2 separate regions of the Mus musculus genome follow, and region 1 is linked to region 2. A link is a contact called in public Hi-C data. All regions are on one chromosome and are shown on one strand. Each heading gives the region's core, a stretch centred on a gene start, on an enhancer-like site or on the middle of the called end of the contact. The rest is flanking DNA. Distances are from core to core; before and after follow the strand shown.

What was found. A called contact is a pair of places that touch in the nucleus more often than the background predicts.
Region 1: a contact with region 2 is called in a Hi-C map of B cells, with 5 read pairs. The contact joins the promoter of Slc48a1 here to the enhancer-like site in region 2. A contact is called at or near these places in 2 of 39 promoter capture datasets (hippocampal neurons and pre-B cells), 1 of 484 Hi-C or Micro-C datasets (B cells) and 1 of 115 datasets of contacts at active chromatin or transcription factors (pancreatic cancer cells).

The regions. Positions count from the first base shown.
Region 1 is chr15:97,783,000-97,785,699 of GRCm38.p6, forward strand. Slc48a1 (solute carrier family 48 (heme transporter), member 1) reads left to right here and starts at 1,366. Exons shown (of 3, transcript NM_026353.4): 1 at 1,366-1,617. The coding sequence starts at 1,482.
Region 2 is chr15:96,466,651-96,469,350 of GRCm38.p6, forward strand. No RefSeq gene overlaps it. Among named protein-coding and RNA genes, the nearest start is that of Scaf11, 7.2 kb to the left of the region's middle. Within about 2 kb of position 1,386, at least 24 of the 459 cell types and tissues checked have an H3K27ac peak or open chromatin away from gene starts, as enhancers often do. A contact at or near this core is called in B cells, where this site is marked.

The sequences.
Region 1 (2,700 bases), core at 116-2,615, 1.3 Mb after region 2:
TCAGACTCTCATCTACCTAGCTGATCCTAGGCGGGCCTGGAAATGCGTCTTTATCAGAGTCAGCTACAATTTCCGAGACAGGGTTTCTCTGTGTAGCCCTGGCTGTCCTGGAACTCGCTCTGTAGGCCAAGCTGGCCTCGAACTCAGAAATCCGCCCTTCTCTGCCTCCCAAATGCGGGGATTAAAGGCATTTGGCACCACTGCCTGGCCAACGATCACTTTTTAATTTAATAAACTAAAATGGTGGCAAACGTGTGGAGCAATCTTGTGCTGTGTGTATAACTTTTGGGAAGGAAACCCACTGCTTCGAAATATGGATAGAAAGATTTTTTTCCCCTTATTTTGGTCTTTTGAGACCGGGATTCTCTGTGTAGCCCTGGCTGACCCCTGTAGACCAGGCTAGGCTCCAACTCACCAAGATCCACCTGCTTCTGCCTAGTGAGTGCTGGGATTAATGGTGAGCACCACCACCACCTGGCTGGTAAAAAGAATGAATATGTTAATTGTTGTTATATTATTTTAGATTTTTTTTCAAGTTTTATTTTACTTATTTAATTTCGGGCAAGTTGGGGAATCAAACTAGCTCCCCAGATCTGTTTTCTTGCCTCGGCCACTTCCCAATTGCCAGGATTCCACGTGTGGGCCATCATGTGCAGTTTTATGGGTTTTCCTTGTTTGTTTTGGTTTGTGACTTTTGTGACTGGGTCTAGCTTCCCTCGAACTCAAAGAAATCTGCTTCCCTCTGCCTCCACCTCTACCAGTGTAAAGGCATGCACCACCACAGCTGGCTAGTTTCTATAGCCTTAACTTGTCCTTTTAATGAGTTTGAACTTCCCATTCAAAATTTAATCCCAGAACTCAGGAGGTAGAGGCAGAAGGGTCTCTATGAGTTCCAAGCCAACCTGGCCTACATAGGGAATTCCAAGACCGACAAGACTACGTGGAGACACCACGTCTCAAAAAAAAATTCAAAAGTATTTTAAAAATTAAAAAGTGCTCATTGGGGCTGGAGAGGTGGCTCAGCGGATAAGAGCACTGACTGCTCTTCCAAAGGTCCTGAGTTCAAACCCAGCAATCACATGGTGGCTCACAACCATCTGTAACGGGATCGGATGCCCTCTTCTGGTGTGTGTCTGAAGACAGCTACAGTGTGCTCACATATACAAAATATTTTTAAATGATCATTGTAGCCGGCTCCGGTAAAGACGGTATTTCTAGGCCAGCCAAGGCTAGATAGGTGGCGTTCTGGGGATGAGGCCAGGACCCTGCCCTTCCACCAGGGGTCGCCGGCCTTTGCCAAGCGGCGGTGTCGGGAGCGGCCTCCGGCCGGGGAGGGCGCTGTGCCGTTGGCACCGGGGGCGGGCTGGGGGCGGAGCGCCGGGCGGCAGCGGCTCTGGCTCGGGCTCGGGCTGGGGCTGGGGCTTGGGCTCCAGCTCGGGCCCTGCACCTGTGACTCGGCGGCGTTGCTCCTCCGCTGCCCCATGGCCCCGTCCCGGCTGCAGCTCGGCCTCCGCGCCGCCTACTCCGGCTTCAGCTCGGTAGCCGGCTTCTCCATCTTCTTCGTCTGGACGGTGGTCTACCGACAACCGGGGACTGCGGCGATGGGGGGTCTCGCAGGTATCCCCGGGGGACGCGGGGTGATCGGGGCGGGCTGCGCGCGGCGGCTGCGGTGGCGCTGCCCGGGGGTGGGAGCGTTGTTTACTCCAGAGAGACTGGAGACAGCGCAGGCCCGGGTTCCTGGGCAGTGCCCGGGCCTCTGGGACCTGGCGCCTTATGAACGTGGCGGGACCTAGGGTGCCCACAGCCCGCCCCTGTGGTTCGCACAGCTCTGCGGCTCCAGGGCTGTTGCGTCCCCCGCACCCTGTGAATCTACCCTCCACCCCGTGTCCACTAGAGCGTCCTCTGCGCGCCCATCTCCTGGCCACCCTCGCTCCCTCAACACGCACACTGTGCGGGATTACCGCATCTCTTATAATAAGTGGGGTTCGTGGGGAAACCCATCAGCCAGCCCCCTTCCAGCCCCAGAGGCCCTCTGCCGAGACCAGGACTGTACTGTGGACCCGGTGTCACTGGACATTCCCTTTACACCTGTGTCCATCTGCTCTGGTCGGAACCAGTGGGAATCTGCTAATCCCTGAGGGACGAGGAGGTGGCGAAGGCCCAGCCGTGCTCTCTAATGTGTAATTTTGGGTCACGCCGTTTAGCCTCTCTTGTGTGAAGGCCAAATATATTATTTACACGTATTATCATCATTTAATATTTTTTTGCTGGGCTAAACAAATCTACTCTCCTTATGTCATCTAATCCTAATAGTAGTCCTCTGAAGTAACATTATTTGTGCCCATTTTACAGTTAGAAAAAAATCAATCGAGGCTTACGGTAAATAAATAATGTGTCCAGGGTTTCAACAGCCACACGATGTGCCCCCAAGATGGCTCAGCCTTAGCCTGGCCGACCCGATTTCCATCCCTAGAACTCAGAAGGATTCAGGTTGGCATGCTAAAGGCATTAAAAGCCCTATGGAGGAAACTAACCCAACAGTACGACAGCCACATGAAGTAATATGTATGGCGAAAGTATGTGTAAGGAAAACGTTTTAAGATACAACATTTATTCCATGGCTAAAATCCTTGGCCAAAGATCTAAAAATGGAGTAACTCGAAAGAATTAATTTATGCTGGGCAGCAGTGGTGCATGCCT
Region 2 (2,700 bases), core at 136-2,635:
TTTATACTCCTCCCAGACATCATGTGTCCTCCGTGGGTCTTGTGTCATCACATGTCTTGCCTCAGCATGTGGATCTGACTTAGCAAAACTCCATGCGAGTCTATCTCTGCTGACATCACATTGTCAGTCAGCCCCAGTCTGAGGAAGTGGCCAAAAAGCTGCAGCAAGCCACAGCACACCACCAGAAGAGTTTTGTTGTTGTTGTTTGTTGTTTGTTGTTTGTTTTTGTTTTTGTTTTTGCGCATTTCTCTCTATGGAGTTCCCGAAAAATGGAGCTCAACTCTGCAAGGCAAACCAATACCTGTGTGTTGTTAACAAAGAATCCTTCATCACGTGTCCTTTCACGTGCTTACTTTAGCAAATATCCTTTCACTTGTGTCTGCTTCAGCCAAACATTCCCTCACAAGTCTGCCTTAGCCTTTTCCCTGTGTCCGCTTCAGGAAAACACTCCTTCACGTGTTTGCCCCAGCAAAACGCCATCCAACACAACTGACTTTCCAAAGAACCCTTAAGTTTCCACTTCAGGAAATGGAAGAGGCAACTATGGCATCTGTAGATGAAAGATAAACAGAAACCAGATAGAATCAGAGTTTACTGGAACTCGCAGTGTAATCCCAGAAAGGGATTAGCAACACCCATGGGTCATAGGCAACAAAATTAGTGTGTTTCTCCCTCAGTGGTGAGGCACATAGTCTGGGTTGGCTTCTAATTATCACTAAGTCAAAAAGAGCTTAGTGAACAGACCAGCTTTCCTGTCCTTGAGACAAGGTGAGACCAAGACACTAATAACAGAAACTGATACCCTCCTATCAGAATCTGTCCAGACCACATCCATCACTCACACAATTGGCCACCCAGCCACTCAAACCCTGGTCTCTGTATAGACTTAGGAGGCAGAATCTCTGCCGTTAGCATCCCAGTGTAGAATGAGAAGGCTCCTTGTCAGGTATTTCCTTTCCAAACCTTAAGAGGGCTTGTCAAGAGCTGGAGAGGTGGCTCTAGGTATTAAGGGAACCGACTACTCTTCCAGAGGTCCTGAGTTCAATTCCCACCAACCACATGATGGCTCACAACCATCTGTAATGGGATCTGATGCCCTCTTCTGGTGTGTCTGTGGAGAGCAACAGTGTACTCATATACATAAAAATAAAATAAATAAAAAGTCAAAAAATACTTTTAAAAAGACATTTAAAAAAAAAAAAGAGGGCTTCTCAAGAGACCTATCTTCCTTAGACCTTAAAAAAGCTCTTCCTCGAGAAGCCAATATTTATTTATTTATTTACATCCCAAGTGTTGCCTTCTTCCTCCCTCACTCCCCTCCCCTTTGCTTCTGAAAGAACACTCTCACCCCCATTCCCCTTCTCTGGGGCATCAAGTCTCTCAGGATTAGTCATATCCTCTCCCACTGAGGCCAGACGTGGCAGCCCCCTGCTGCATATGTGCCGGGGAGGCTCATCTCTCTGTCAGAAGGATTTGATCCATTTTGCTGTCCAGGATACGGCAGTCGTTCCAGACCTCTCTGGGCTCAGTGTTAGGCATGGGGCCCTGGAATGTTTTCAGTGGATATCTCTCCTACAACCTCCCCACTGGCCAGGGAGGTCTGAGTCCTATGGTATGTTTGGGATAATTTCACTGGGGGCCTCAATATATCCAGGTAAGAAAGTTATAGACCACCACACATAGAAGGCCAAAGTAGAGTCTTTTATATAAGCCAGTGACCAAGAGCAGGCTACAGCCTCAGGACAACCCCTGGCATGGAAGTTCATGGTTATAATGTTTACAAGGGCAAGAACCACAAAACCACAAGGTCAGGTGTAAGTGGGGAGAAACTGGTAACATATTTGCCTAGACTATACAAGCAGCAGGTTGTTTTGGTTATGCACCTGCAGGGTCACCAAAAGTCTGGAGAATATTGCAGAGGTGGCTATGACTGTTCAGGGGGTGAAGGCCGAGAGCAGGAAGCAGGCACAGATGGAGTCAGGGTGGGATCAGGACAAAGTAACAGTCCTTCCGTCCCATCAGTGCCCATTCAGAAACACAGGCATTTAAAATGTATTCCCTCTTCACATCAATCCCTTTCATTTTTCATTTTTCACTACAACTAAGTAAAATAGCTCTGTGCATTACAGCGGTGAAACCAATGAGGAGTGCGGTAGACTGTTGTGTGGTGATTCCCGACACGGACATTATTGCTAAGTTGGCATCCTGTATCTTACGTTATTCTGTGTGTAGCGGATGTGCTCATTTGGAAGTGTGTGTGTATTAATTTTAGGGACGTTAGAACTGTCATGAGAGGGATGGGAAGAGGCTAATAGTCTTACAAACCAGCACGTAGCTGACTCAGGTGTTGGAATGACAATCATGTATGGGCATAAGGCTCATGGTCCACAGGGGAAGTATCAATAATATTCCATTTCCCACCACTGTTTAGAGTGGAAAGCCTCTTCAGGTTTCTGTCCTTTCTCCTGTCTTTATCAAAGCTTTCTGTTGCTTTTCATGCTTCATCAGCTATTGCATCTTTAGTTTTCTTTCTGGAAAGCATCTAACTGATTTTTCATAGTTTAGAGTCTACCATGCTTAGCAGTTGCTCTATTCTGGTATGTCTGAACAAGATAGTGCTCAAAATATGAACCAAATCATCAACTAGCCTGCACAAAATTGAAAGAGCAAACATAAGGGGGGGATTTTCTCTATGAAACT